4 separate regions of the Mus musculus genome follow, and all the other regions are linked to region 2. The links are chromatin contacts, called in public Hi-C and HiChIP or PLAC-seq maps. All regions are on one chromosome and are shown on one strand. The core of a region is the stretch at or near the end of the contact, and the rest is flanking DNA. Distances in the headings are between cores, read along the strand shown.

Region 1 (3,171 bases), core at 439-2,938, 150 kb before region 2:
TGCAAGCTTGTACAACCACTCTGGAAATCAGTCTGGCAGATCCTCAGAAAATTGGACATAGTACTAATGGAGGATCCAGCAATACCTCTCCTGGGCATATATCCAGAAGATGTCCCAACTGGTAAGAAGGACACATGCTCCACTATGTTCATAGCAGCCTTATTTATAATAGCCAGAAGCTGGAAAGAACTTAGATGTCCCTCAACAGAGGAATGGATACAGAAAATGTGGTACATTTATACAATGGAGTACTACTCAGCTATTAAAAAGAATGAATTTATGAAATTCCTAGGCAAATGGATGGACCTGGAGGGCATCATCCTGAGTGAGGTAACCCAATCACAAAAGAACTCACATGATATGTACTCACTGATAAGTGGATATTAGCCCAGAAACATAGAATTCCCAAGATATAAGATACAATTTGCAAAACACATGAAACTCAAGAAGAACGAAGACCAAAGTGTGGACACTTTGCCCCTTCTTAGAATTGGGAACAAAACACCCATGGTAGGAGTTACAGAGACAAAGTTTGGAGCTGAGACGAAAGGATGGAGAGACTGCCACACCTGGGTATCCATCCCATAATCAGCCTCCAAACGCTGACACCATTATATACACCAGCAAGATTTTGCTGAAAGGACCCTGATATAGCTGTCTCTTGTGAGACTATGCCGGTGCCTGGCAAACACAGAAGTAGATGCTCACAGTCAGCTATTGGATGGAACACAGGGGCCCCAATGGAGGAGCTAGAGAAAGCACCCAAGGAGCTAAAGGGATCTGCAACCCTATAGGTGGAACAACAATATGAACTAACCAGTACCCCCCCCCCCCCGGAGCTCTTGACTCTAGCTGCATATGTAGCAGAAGATGGCCTAGTTGGCCATCATTGGGAAAAGAGGCCCCTTGGTCTGGCAAACTTTATATGCCTCAGTACAGGGGAACACCAGGGCCATGAAGTGGGAGTGGGTGGGTAAGGAAGTTGAGGGGGGAGGGTTTGGGGGACTTTTGGGATAGCATTGGAAATGTAAATGAAGAAAATACCTAATTTAAAAAAAATTCTACTTGACATTAGACTTCTGGCTTATTTTTCAATGTTTAACTAAAATGGTCATTATTTTGCAAAATTAATTTTAAACTCTGATTTCAATTTGCTTTATCTGCTCTTCATAATGTGGGCAGAGATCCACTTTCTGGCAAGCTTATTCAATTTGTAATTCTTCAGTCCAATTGAGTAAAGTGAGAAATATTAAAGACTGCTAAGAATTTAGCTCATAGCTCAACACACACACACACACACACAGACACACACACACACACACACACACACTCATTCTCCCTCCCCCCCCCCCGCTATTAAATCTTTGCAGAGCTGGCTTCCAGGAAGCTTACCATGGTTTTGATCTATTTCCTGTCTATTACCATGCTCATGCTAAAGAGGAATGCTTTAGCTCAAACAGCAGCTGGATGTCCCAGAATAGTAAATTACTCCAACATTCTTCTTTTCTTCCTCCTCCTCCTCCTCTACTTCTTCTACTTTTACTTTTACTTCTACTTCTACTTCTACTTCTACTTCTACTTCTACTTCTACTTCTACTTCTACTTCTACTTCTACTTCTACTTCTACTTCTTTAAATGCAGGATATCCTCATTTCTCACAACTCTTTGTTTCTACTTTAAATTAGTTTCCTATAAATAGCCTCTTGTCCAATGTCTACTTAGCTCTCCACAGAATTAGTCACCACAAAGAGAGCCCCCACTATGTTGGTTTCATGTCTATTTAAAGTTAGAAACAGTTTTGGGGTGTGTTTTACAAGTGCACTGACTGTAGTCCTATGCAGATGTGTATCTTCTAGTGCACTGGGGGTGTTCTGTTCCATCAGTCTCTGCATTATTCCATAAGACAGACTCTCACTGAACTGGATTGCTGAGACTTGCTTGCAGCCTTAGCAATCCTGTTTCAGAACCTGCAGGCCTGATGTTACAGGCTACAGGCAAGTATGTGACCACAGCTGCCTTCCTAGGTAGCTAGCAGGGATGGGGATTCAAACTTGGGTTCTTGTGATTTCCTCTACTGTGCTATCACCCCTGCCTTTGTAGAAATCTTTTATAAGAAAAACACCCTGATCTGGTACAGGTTCCCTGGTACTCTAATGATGTGCTACCAATTGAATCAATCCAGATAGAAGAAAGGTTGGTCATCGTCCTACAGACATCAGAAACCTCTATTTTTTTTTTTTTGTGGCAAAACCATTACACCCCTCTGAAATTATCTTTATACTTTCCTGAAAGGTCATGAGTGACATTTCACATCTAAAATCAGCTCTTCAAAATTTCAATATTAAGTCTGATATAGTGGCTAAACAGGGCATTGTTGGAATCCAACAAAAATATTTTTGATTTAATAATGAAGTAGTTAGGAGACTTGTGCTTTATGTGGTCAAATTTAACAGAAACTCAAGTCATTACTAATCAAAAATATTAGAATGAGTTTTCAAGTGATTGTTGAAAAATCCTGTGGGAAGCCCTTATGGAATACTTGCTTTAGATATCATCTAATAGGGATGAAACTCTACAATCATGACCCAGTCCAGAGCTTTTGCTATTTATTAGTGCCTTTCTACTAGACTGAGAATATGGAGATAGAGTGCTTAGTTAATAAGACCTTTTCACAGACTATAAAACCCATAGACTTATGGAAAGGATTTTAAAGGGAAAGTGATGGGAAAGAGTCTTGCAGGGGTGGGGGAGGGTTATATTAGTGGTCCAGTAAGCATAAGGAGAAAGAAAGGTAGTGTTGGTAAAGGAACATTGGTAGATGTCTTGGAAATTTCTAGGTACAAAACTAACGAATCCCCTCCTTTTTTCCTTTTATTATTAGATATTTTCTTTATTTACATTTCAAATGTTATCCCCTCTCCTAGTTTCCCCTCCAAAAATCCCCTATCCCCTCCCCCTTCCCCTGCTCCCCCTACACTGTGAATGGCTCTACTCTGGGTTACTTATTACAGCAGGACAAACATACAAAGAGTGCATTATTCCATTTTATCTACTAGATAGTAAAATAAACAAAGGGACTGACTCAGGTGACTCGGAACTCTTTCACAAGGCATTTTTGATCAGAATGTTAAGTGTGATGAGACATAATCAAGGTAGAAGAGAAGGGGAAGG
Region 2 (3,490 bases), core at 464-2,963:
GGGGGCAAAGTGCTGTGTGTGTGTGTGTGTGTGTGTGTGTGTGTCCAGGAATGGTACATTTCCTATCTTGTTGAACCTCAGAGGCAAAGAGGGAAAGGAAAGATCTGTTGAAAGCTCACAATGAAGTGGTCAGTTTCCCTAACAGCAGAGTCTGCCACCCTTTCAAAACCCTGTCAAGAATATCAGTGGAGTCGGGTGGGTGGATGGTGGCATATATGCTTACAGACTTCAGACAGGTTCAAAACACTTATCCACAAAACAAGGTCTGCGGTTTTGAAAAATGCATCCATATGGATGCGAGTCCCCAATGCTCCTTTCCTCTCTTACTTCCAACCCTTGCGTGCAAGGAGAGTCTCACACACCGGCAGACAAGGCAGCGTCACAATTCCAATACTCAAAGCGTGGAGTGGACAAGTGAATTCTACCCCTTTGGGTCAACCATCTCCCTGACCTCAGCGGTTTAAAAACCACCACATAGAAACAAGCTGCGCACAGAAACGAGGTTGTGCCAGAAAGGAGCGGGAAGACTCCGGAGAAGAGATCCGGTATAGTTTAGCAGCTCTGGCTGAGCCAGAGTAGACTCGCGCCCTGGCGCAGTACCCTCTCCCAGGTCACCAGGCGTGGAATGAAAACCGCCTTTTCGCTCCAGAAAAGTGACCCCAAGAGTCGTCCCTCGCTGCAAGGTTGGCAGGGATCTGACTTAGCTTTCCTAAAAAAAAATTAAAACGGTATTGAAAGGCCCACAGAGGACCCAGCACACAGGAGCCCAGACAAACAGCTCTGGCGCTCCCTTCTTCGCTTTTGGATCCTGCCTATGAGAGAGAAAAAAGAAGCCCAAGGGATCCGGGTGAGCTGACAGGGGTGCTCTCTTGGCCACTGACCGCCTGCCCCTGTCTTTCCCAGGCGCTCGGGTGCCACCTCCGCATTCTCCACCCTTCGTCCCTGCGCTCCAACTCCTCACCAGACAGATATCCAGTTCCTGTTCCCCTAGATTGACAAAACCACCTCTCTTCGTCCCTCCTCAGTCCTTCCTTTAAACTCCACCAGCAAACAAATTTCCTACGGAGGCAGAAAACTTTTCCCCTTATTTCACCACCAGATAAGGCAAGAAACCGGGTCAGGTTCGCTGCTAGCCTCTCTGCACTGCGCGGTAGCGAGCAGCGCACGTCCTTACCTGGCAGCCGTGCTCCAGGTGGCTGTCCCACTCCAGTCCTCCGCGCCTCCCCGAATCTCCCGGACTGTCCAGTCCGCTCTACCGAACCTCGGTCTCTCGCAGCAGGGAGTTCGGAGACAGCGACTGTCCTCAGGTTCGCTCGTGCCTCGGAGCCGCCCTTGTCTGCATCGCCCGGCTTCTGGGTGCAAGCGCAGCTGCGGGCTCCTCCCGGCCGGTCGCGAGTGCGGGGCTCCCGGCTGCAGCCGACTTGGCCCGCGGTTGCGCTCCCGGGTCCGAGCGCGCTCCGCCCGCGGGCAGCTGCGGCCGCGCGTCACATGCCGCCTCTCGGCAGCAGCCGTGGCACCTGCCCGGGCGACCGCACTGGGGCTCGGTTAGTCCGCCCCCGCGTCCTGCGCGCCCCTGCCCACCCCAGCCCTCTCTGATCTCGCCTTAATTTTTTTTTTTTTTACCCTCCTGCTCTCTCACTTCTCATTCCTTTTCTCTGCCTCTTTGTATATGTTTTATTCTTTTCTCCAAAAGCAGACAGAAGGCGCTCCAAGTGGGAGGAGATCTGTCCCTCCTCATGAACTCTTCCTCTGCCTGGTGGTGGCGATCGTGGCTACTGCTGCCCTCGTCCTCCTCCCCTTCCTCCTCCTCCTAGTCCTTCTTCTTTCAGTGTAACTCACTAGCTGCCTGCTGGAGCCCTAAACCTGCTCTGTTTCTGAGCATGCCCAGTGGCACCGCGGGCTCCTCGCTTCTCCCCGCGTGCTGGCTTGGCTGTATTCTCCGCCTGGCAGGGGCGAGGGAAACCAGCCCAGGGAGATCCTGGGTACTTTTCGGATAGGATCGCTAGAGGCCGGGCACAGAACCTGGGCGAGGAGTTTCCACCCACCCAGCGTGGCCTCACGTGCTCCCTATTTGCGCTCAGTGTTTCAAGGGTTGATGTTGATCAGATGTTTCCGTGTTCCATTTGAAGTCTGAAGTGGGTTTCCTTCAATTGCTTAGAAGGGTATGAAGAATGCGATTTCTTGGACTGAACTTATGGACAAGTGAACCTCAGCTCCAGAAAATAAAGGAGCCGGCTGGCAACCTTTCTCAAGGGGACAGTATGGTGCGTGTACGATTTGAGATTTAAAGAGCGTTTGTTTATGCAGAGCGAAGTAGCAGAGGACAGGGCAGCTTTGCTCCCCAGAAGTTTACACTTTAGGAGAAATTAGAGAAGCACTGCTGAAAAGAACGCGTCTGCGTGCATATGCACATGTGTGCACACTTTTTTTTTTCAGCCAGGAAAATTAAACCACAGTCTCACTAGTCTCTCTCTCTCTCTCTCTCTCTCTCTCTCTCTCTCTCTCTCTCTCTCTCTCTCTCTCTCTCCCTCCCTCCCTCTCTCTCTCTCTCTACCTTCCTCTCCCTTCTTCCTTCCTTCCTCTCTTTGTTTCTTTTTCTTTATCCCTGACCCTTCCTGCTCTTCCTCTCTCTCTCCCTCCCTCTTTCCTTCTTTCCTTGTTTCTTGCTTCTCTAGCCCTCCTCTTCCCTGGGGTCTGCTTTGAACTCCCATCTTGATCTTTCTTCCCCCCTCTTCCCATGTGGTGGGATTTCTGGCAAACCTAGCCAGGCTTTTAAATTCATATACAACTCCAGAGGAATGTGAAGCTGGGAGAAAGGGGGATTACTTACTATAGACTAATGTCAAGTAACTAAATAAGGACAGAGTAGCGAGCTCTAACAAAGTACTAGATACTAAGGAGGCTGCTGCTGCAGCAGTATGTGGCTTTTCCTAAACACAGATAAAAATGATGATATAACATTCTTATAAAAGCACACGCCTGTAACCCTAGGATTTGGCAGTCTGCGACAGGATGGCCCATGAGTTCAAGTTTAGCTTGGGCCATACAGACAGCCTATCTCTAAATAAATAAATAAGAGTGGACCAATGCAACAGTGTCTTTGGGAAGAAGAGACAAGGGGGACTGCAAAGAAGGAAGAAAGGAGAGAGAGAGGTAAGGCTGAAGCAGGAGGTCAGAGGAATAAGAGAGAAGGAGTACAGGTGTGCACAACAGGAAACAAAACTTCACAGTTTAAAAAGAAGCAACATTATTTTTGGTTCTATTTAGAGCAAGAAGGAAAACAGAAGAGAGAGATGTGATATGGAAATTTTGTCAAGGAATATAGAATAGTTAGTACGGCACTTCCTTTCATGACTGTCTTTCCTGGGTAGAACAGTCCTTAAGGGAAACACAACTAAATTGCTCTTAGAGGGAATTCAAGTCAAAAGAAAATTTCTAATGAGGAGGCCTGTGGCTGCTCTCAGGTGAGTTGCATGCTGGGTGCTGAGGT
Region 3 (3,225 bases), core at 617-3,116, 180 kb after region 2:
GTGACTCTTGAATCAGGGAAATTAAAATAATTAGTAGTTCTATGAAAATTGTGTTGACATCTGGGGAATGAACCCATCATGGAGACTTCCTGAGGGGGAAAAAAAATGTGTCAGCAAAGGAGATAGCAAGAAAGCTGTAAAATGCTGAGAAAATGTTCCACAATTCCATGAGGCCTCTGTATTAAGTTGTAAATGCTAGAAGTTTGTCTTAAGTTCACCTAAACCTAAATTTTATGAACAATTATTTTTTGAATTATAAAATATCCAAATAAATGTGCACATATTTATTTTAGATTAAAAAATACCTACGTTGCATTTAAAAATATTTGCTTGTCAGATAACTTTTGAAATCTGGGTTCAATTCACAGTGTCTTGGCAGAAAGTTTTTTGTGTCTAATGGTATTTTGCCTATACAATAGAAACTCTAAGATGTAGCTTTAAAGCCATGACAGCTGGGGAGATGACACACAGTTAAGAGCAGTTGCTCTCTTTCAGAGGACTCACATTCAGTTCTCAGGAAGCCGGTCAGGTGGCTCACAAGCACCTTTAGCATCAGTAGAAGAGTATCTGTCACCCCCTCCTGGCCGCTGTCTGCAACTGCACTTAGGTGCACATACCCATACAGACCACACATACACAGATAATTTAAAATAAAATCTTTAAAACCATGAGTGGAAAGATCAAGATGAAGTGCGCGGAACTGGATATGCAGTGGCTTTGAAACAGTTAGATGCCTCAGACAGCCTAGAGAGGCAGAAGGCAGAAAGTGACCAGTGTGATTTCAGCAGAAGGCACTGTTCACTTCAAAACAGTGAAGAAGAGACACTCTCCCACAGGAAAGGGATGCCTGCGAAAGGGAAAGAGGAAGTCTGGAGTATGCATAGGAGGTTTGCGGAATGAGAAGTTAAATACAATGGCCGGGACTGCCTATGTGTAAGCTTACAGTTTCTCCCTCCTTGTAGCGTCTGCTCTGTTAAGGCAGGCTATCTTGGGAGACAGGCTGACATGCTGATAATGGTTTGAGCAAGGGCAGTTATAACCTCATAAGAACTCTATTTTTACAATAGATGCTCTTTATAGTTCCAAACCCTATAAAAGTTATAAAATGGAGTGGAAGCGTCGATCTTCTCATAGCCTTTTTTTTGCTGAGAAGGGTCTTTATAAGGAGGAGGTATACCTGTTCAGGGGGTCAGGAAGAGGGGGTCCTCTGGTCTTTTATTAGGAGGAGAGTTTTAACTTGACCTTCTGTGATGGATCACACCATTGCTGTCACGTATCCTTGGAGAAACATTTGAGAAATAATTAGTAAAGGTATGGAAACAGATAATTTGGTCACAGAGCAAAACAAGGTGGAGAGGAGGGGAAAGAGCAGAGAGACAGGAGAGGCAGAGGTAGGGAGCGAGCGCGGGTGAGAAGAAGTAAGTGTGGCGTTGATTGAGGGTGTGAGTGACTAGTCCTCCTGCCAGGAGTACAGCACCAAAGTGAGTCAGGAGAAGTGTCGGAACTACGGAGCATTAAAGGAAGGGAACAGGAGAAAAATAGAGGACCCAGGTAAAGAATTATATCTCACCCCAGGTCAAAGAGATAAAGGTCCTTAGCAACCAGACTTTCTCCATAGCATTTGAGAGGGTTTGTTTGTTTGTTGTTTTTTATCAGTTTTTGTTTGTTTTGTTTTGTTTGTATGAGGAATAAATGAAGCTGTTGTACAGTGAGAGTCAGGAGATTGTATGTGGAACATTCTGTTCAGGTGTAAGGGGAAGTACAGTATGTGAAACATTGAAAACACAGAGGAAAAACGCAAGAGTCTGGTTAAGAAGGAAGGAGGAAGTGACCAGGGGGCGGAGCCAGAGTGGGAGAGAATGCAAAGGTCATACATAGGAGGGTGAATTGTTTGTCTGGTCCCTGTGTCTTTGGGACCCATTTCAAACCAGCTAAAATCCTTCGGTGCAGAAACAGCAACAGTTATGGAGGCAGGTACAAGTCTCACCCTGAGCAGTAGTCAGGTCTAGTTCTACAGAACGGCAGCAGCCAAAAGATCGAGTTGGTCCTGACAGATGGTCAGCTGATCTGAAATTTCCTGAAGGCATTTTGAGAGAGAGCTGATGGGGCAGAGGTGATAATTGGTGCAGAGAAGGCTTCAGTCCAGATGGCCGAGTTCTGAGTACTGAAAGCACGCCTGGAGCAGCAAGAGGAGGGATGAGTTAGATGTACCGCAGCCTGTGATTGGTCCCCCTCTCAGACAACCTGCTCTTAAGGGTTTGTGGGCATGGACCTGTCTTAATGGCTTCAGGCTGACAAAAGGGACAGTGTAGGAAGATCAACTGCAATAGTGCCTCACAGGATGGTCCCTCTAAGGGGCCCATAGTAAAATTTCACAGATGGCTAAGGTCCAGAGCACGAGACAACTGTTTGGTGATAGCAGATTTTCTTGGAGCATTCTATGTGGGAGAGAGAATATTTGTAAATATCTAAAAGTGAAATCATTGGTGCTATTATAATTTTACTGAGGGCATAGTTAAGAGAAGAGTTTGGGCATTTCTGTCCTTATTAGAGGAATAGAACAGACAAGAAAACCATGGTTAAAAAAAAATCTTCGGCTAGCTTTTCCATAGACATTAGCAGGATGATTTTTTGTCCTTATTTTCTGGTCACCATTATTGATCATAAAGATGTAAGACCATTTATTGTGTTAAAGAGCTTGAGACATTTTTCATTGTCCAGCATAGGCTCAAAATCATCTACTGAGTCTTTCACAGTTGTTTCAGCTTTGTGTGAAACATTAAGAGTTTGACGAAAAATATCTGATTCGACTTAAGGCTCACTCCATGAGATAGAACCCATATCTGACATTGCTTGGGTGACCAAAAACTTGAGACTAGAAGCCCAAGGATGTAAGGTATTACCAAGTGCTACTGCTCTAAAATAAATAAATAAAATATAAGTAGCAATGGAGTTGACTCCTAAAGCTATACTCACAGATCAGTGCCTTGCCTAGCAGCTGTCATAGAAGCTTCCTCCTTCAGCAGCTGAAAAAAAAAATGTACCCATGGACGGATGTTATACAGAGAATGAGAGACCTCAGAAATGTTCAGCTCTAAACCAATGTTTCCATCAAATCTCTCTATCAGGGCTCATGGAACTCTGCAGAAGAGGAGGCAGAGCGTTCTAGCACACATATTATGTTTTCATAGGATTCCTGAATATGCCAGTGGGTGGGTCTCTGTG
Region 4 (3,480 bases), core at 87-2,586, 250 kb before region 2:
CAAACAAACCAAAGCAAAAAAACTCAAAAAGCAAAACAAAACAAAAGATTTGTCTGATTTGTCTATGTATCTATTATGTATCTATCTATCATCTACCTATTATCTATCATCTATCTATCCACCATCTATTTATCATCTAGCTATTGTCATCTATCTATCTATCTATCTATCTATCTATCTATCTATCTATCTATCTATCTATCATCTATTTATCATCTAGCTATTGTCATCTATCTATCTGTCATCTAGCTATGCATCCATTCATCTATCTACCTACCATATACATATCTACTTACCTTTTTACATGATATGCTGAGGATGGAATTCAGTTACTTGTGAATGCCAGGAAAGCATTCTTCCATTGAGCTGCCTTTCCAGCCCTTAATATTAATTTCTGCCAAAGGGTAATTGACACGAGGTCAATTGCTTATTTCATATTACTTGTAAAGCCTGTAGAATATGGACCTAGAGAAGTGTTTCAAGATTGAGTGAATATTATTTTGGCCTGCATGATCATACAGATCAATAAACTAACTTTAGATGAAAGAAAAGCAGATGGACACCAGGGTGGAAGAGAACAAGAAGACAGCCAATCTCTGGCTTAGAGAACTACACATCAGAGAGCCATCCCTTTACCATATACACAAGACATACAAAGAGTATTTAATTTTGGTCTCTTCAAAACATCTTGACTGGGCAGTGGTGGTGCACACCTATAATCCAGTCATTCCAGTCAGAGGCAGGCAGATCTCTTAAGTTTGAGGCCAACTTGTTCTACAGAATGGGTTCCAGGACAGTTAGGCTTATACAGAGAACCCTGGTCTGGGAAAACCAAAAGAAAAGAAAAAGAAAAAAAAAGTATCTTGAAATCATGGAACTCAAAAAATCTGCTAGAAAGGCAGGAATAGATAAAAGTAAGATTATCTCCTATTCTACAGATTGGAAAAAAAAAAATCCCAGTTCAGTCTGTGAGGTCAAGAAAGAGACTAAAGTTTATAAGGAAGTAACCTTGAGCTCTATTGTTAGATCTCCCCCCCCCCCAAAAAAAAGTTGTTTTTGTGACAAAACAAGAAACAGTTTGACATGATTCTGCTTGGCCCTTTGGCATGCAAAAATACTAAGGCTGGCTGACATTCTGGCTGCACAGTTCACAGCTGTGTAATCACTGGGGTCTAGGACTCCTGACTATACTTAGTTCACCCCGTGGATTCCTTTTGAGACCAAGACAATGGAACTTATAATTAGCAAACTACTATAAGTCTAGAACTATGACACATGAATAGAACTCTTCCTTTTTCTCTTCCCCTCTCCAGGAGCATAAAAATAGAACAAGGAACTCAAATCACTTTTAATAAAAATATAACCAAAGATGGAACTTGGCAAGAGCAATGCCCAGTGAGAGAAGCAGGGTGAGTCTTATTTTCCTCTGACACTCAGACTTCTTTCTGACATGCAGGCGTGGATGTGAGCCTGTCAGAGAGGGATTGCTAACCGATGCCTTGCATTTACATCCCCAGTACAGGGGTCAGAGGTCATCCATGCGATGTGCTCACAGCATAAGCAGATATGTGAAAAAAATTAATCACAATACGAAACTGTATAGGCGATATGTATTTTCTTCTATGTCCTGAAGCATTTCACATAGCATTCAAGTTACTCTGTCTTCCAGTGCTTTGTGCCTGGGCGTCTTCTTTGCTCTGCTACTTCTGCTCTCCCGACCTATTACTAAATAAAGTAAGGGTCATTTGAACAAAGTACTGCCAAGCCATGATAGTCAGTCTGATAAACTGAAGGGCTAAGTATTAACAAGCATGTAGCGCATATGGCATGGATCCTGAGAAGAAAAAGATAGATCATGTCCTAAGTGGGACTGACTAAAATCACGGGAGACCTCATAACCCTGCTTAGGAAAAGGTACAATTTACAACTGATTTACAACTTGTGAGTTGTTTACTTGTGGAATTTTCCATTTAATATCTTCTTGATTGATTGATTAATTAGTTGTCTGTAGGTAACAGAAATTTGGGAAACAAAATCGTGAATAAGAGAAATCATATTACAAATCCAACCCAGAGACTATTACTTTCCCTTGGTCCACTGATACTAACTCATTTTTTCTGACTCCTTACTAATTTCTGCTTCATCTCTTTGACAGCTGTCAGATCAATATTCCAAAATAACAGCTCAATTTCCAGTTCAAAATCATCAAGTGACCATGCAACTCCTGGAAACAAGAAAATGGGACAGCAATGTTCCTTTAAGCGTAATCTTTTTTTTTTTCATTATATATGTTGATCGTTTATTTCATTTTTTTTAGCTGTAGAACATGATTACTTTCCAAAGTGTCTTAAAAAAATTATAATTAACAGTAATGCAAGAGAAAGCAAAAACTTGACCTTTAACCGAAACATTATTCAGCAACTTATTGATATGAGTTTCAATAAAATATCAAATTCACATTTTAGAAATTATTTAAAAATATAAATGAGGTAGATGTACATAATCAGAGAAAATGAAAAACCTATTTCACATGAGTTATAATAGTGCAGAGAGCCATGTAACAGGATAAATTAAAGCACGCGCGCGTGCGCGTGTGCACACACACACAGAGTATTCAAGTATCTGCTTATTTATCCCGATTTTCTTTCAAATAGTATTTTAAAATACATTATATGTTTTGAAGTGATGTAAGAACAATTAATGAAAAAGGAGCTATGATATTGAAAGAGAACAGTCATTGGTGATGGTGACAATGGTGGCAGTTGTGCATAGAAGGCTTGGGGGGAAAATAGAAGAATGATCTACTTTTATTATAGTGTAAAAAATTAAAATAAAAATATTTAAAATAAAATATTTATTGCCTTTCTACCCATCCTTTTATTCTTAATTCTAAAAATATATAAAAACTGTATAACTATATTGAAAATAAGTGCACAGTTCATAGAAGAATAGACTCAGGGTCTTGATAGTCTTAAAACTTAATCTTGATTTATCTTTCTGCATTTCCCCTCCAACTCTGTCCCACCTAGAGTGCCCAAAGAAGTGTCCTGATTCTCCTTGGTTCACAGGTTTTTCCCAACTCCAGTTTCTTTTGCCATGTCCACCAGCGGGTTTGCAATTCCTCTGCCAGACTCTTCCTATCACCATCCACCAAACTCTGTCTTTTAAAGTTCAAGCGGGTGCAATCAATTCTTCCTGCCTCATCTCAGCAGAACATTTCCCTTCTGCGTGTCTCATTCTATCCTGCTTTCTGAGTGTATATGACCTATTTTCCACAATTAAATAAATTTGAAAATGTTTAAGCAGTACTAACGTGTCTGGACAATTTTTATAAAGCAACTTCTGGCACTGTAAAGATCTCTATTTCTGATGAGGCGGCCACCCCTCCCTTCATCCATTTGTAACCAGAGCCAGACTCTTCTCTTTCTCTTGTTGCAGACACTTTTCCTAACTAAGCTTGAGTCACTCTCTTCTGAACTT

What was found. A called contact is a pair of places that touch in the nucleus more often than the background predicts. HiChIP or PLAC-seq counts read pairs in DNA pulled down with a chosen protein or histone mark.
Region 1: a contact with region 2 is called in a Hi-C map of bone marrow-derived macrophages, with 3 times the contacts expected there. The contact joins the enhancer-like site here to the promoter of Chrm3 in region 2. A contact is called at or near these places in 4 of 484 Hi-C or Micro-C datasets (bone marrow-derived macrophages, cerebellar granule neurons and myeloid progenitors), 1 of 115 datasets of contacts at active chromatin or transcription factors (heart atrium) and 1 of 9 other capture datasets (macrophages).
Region 3: an H3K4me3 HiChIP or PLAC-seq map of neural tube shows a contact between it and region 2, with 4 times the contacts expected there. The contact joins the enhancer-like site here to the promoter of Chrm3 in region 2. A contact is called at or near these places in 1 of 39 promoter capture datasets (embryonic stem cells), 12 of 484 Hi-C or Micro-C datasets (embryonic stem cells, stem cell-derived epiblast-like cells, stem cell-derived neural stem cells and 1 more) and 3 of 115 datasets of contacts at active chromatin or transcription factors (neural progenitor cells, neural tube and stem cell-derived neural progenitor cells).
Region 4: a contact with region 2 is called in an H3K4me3 HiChIP or PLAC-seq map of bone marrow-derived macrophages, with 2.8 times the contacts expected there. The contact joins the enhancer-like site here to the promoter of Chrm3 in region 2. A contact is called at or near these places in 3 of 484 Hi-C or Micro-C datasets (bone marrow-derived macrophages and cortical neurons), 2 of 115 datasets of contacts at active chromatin or transcription factors (bone marrow-derived macrophages and neural progenitor cells) and 2 of 9 other capture datasets (liver and macrophages).

What each region holds. Positions count from the first base shown.
Region 1 is chr13:10,209,298-10,212,468 of GRCm38.p6, forward strand. The region is part of intron 2 of Chrm3 (cholinergic receptor, muscarinic 3, cardiac); the gene reads right to left. Among named protein-coding and RNA genes, the nearest start is that of Gm26861, 150 kb to the right of the region's middle. Within about 2 kb of position 1,689, at least 12 of the 459 cell types and tissues checked have an H3K27ac peak or open chromatin away from gene starts, as enhancers often do. A contact at or near this core is called in bone marrow-derived macrophages, where this site is marked.
Region 2 is chr13:10,359,090-10,362,579 of GRCm38.p6, forward strand. Chrm3 (cholinergic receptor, muscarinic 3, cardiac) reads right to left here and starts at 1,714. Exons shown (of 5, transcript NM_033269.4): 1 at 1,175-1,714. Gm26861 (a long non-coding RNA gene) reads left to right here and starts at 390. Exons shown (of 7, transcript XR_001780860.2): 1 at 390-847.
Region 3 is chr13:10,538,560-10,541,784 of GRCm38.p6, forward strand. All of the region lies in intron 3 of Gm26861 (a long non-coding RNA gene), which reads left to right. It overlaps Gm36525 (a long non-coding RNA gene), which reads right to left. Exons shown (of 7, transcript XR_873123.1): 4 at 2,977-3,026; 5 at 1,988-2,176; 6 at 1,178-1,278; 7 at 645-847. Among named protein-coding and RNA genes, the nearest start is that of Gm36525, 18 kb to the right of the region's middle. Within about 2 kb of position 1,867, at least 9 of the 459 cell types and tissues checked have an H3K27ac peak or open chromatin away from gene starts, as enhancers often do. A contact at or near this core is called in neural tube, where this site is marked.
Region 4 is chr13:10,108,540-10,112,019 of GRCm38.p6, forward strand. All of the region lies in intron 3 of Chrm3 (cholinergic receptor, muscarinic 3, cardiac), which reads right to left. Among named protein-coding and RNA genes, the nearest start is that of Gm26861, 250 kb to the right of the region's middle. Within about 2 kb of position 1,337, at least 12 of the 459 cell types and tissues checked have an H3K27ac peak or open chromatin away from gene starts, as enhancers often do. A contact at or near this core is called in bone marrow-derived macrophages, where this site is marked.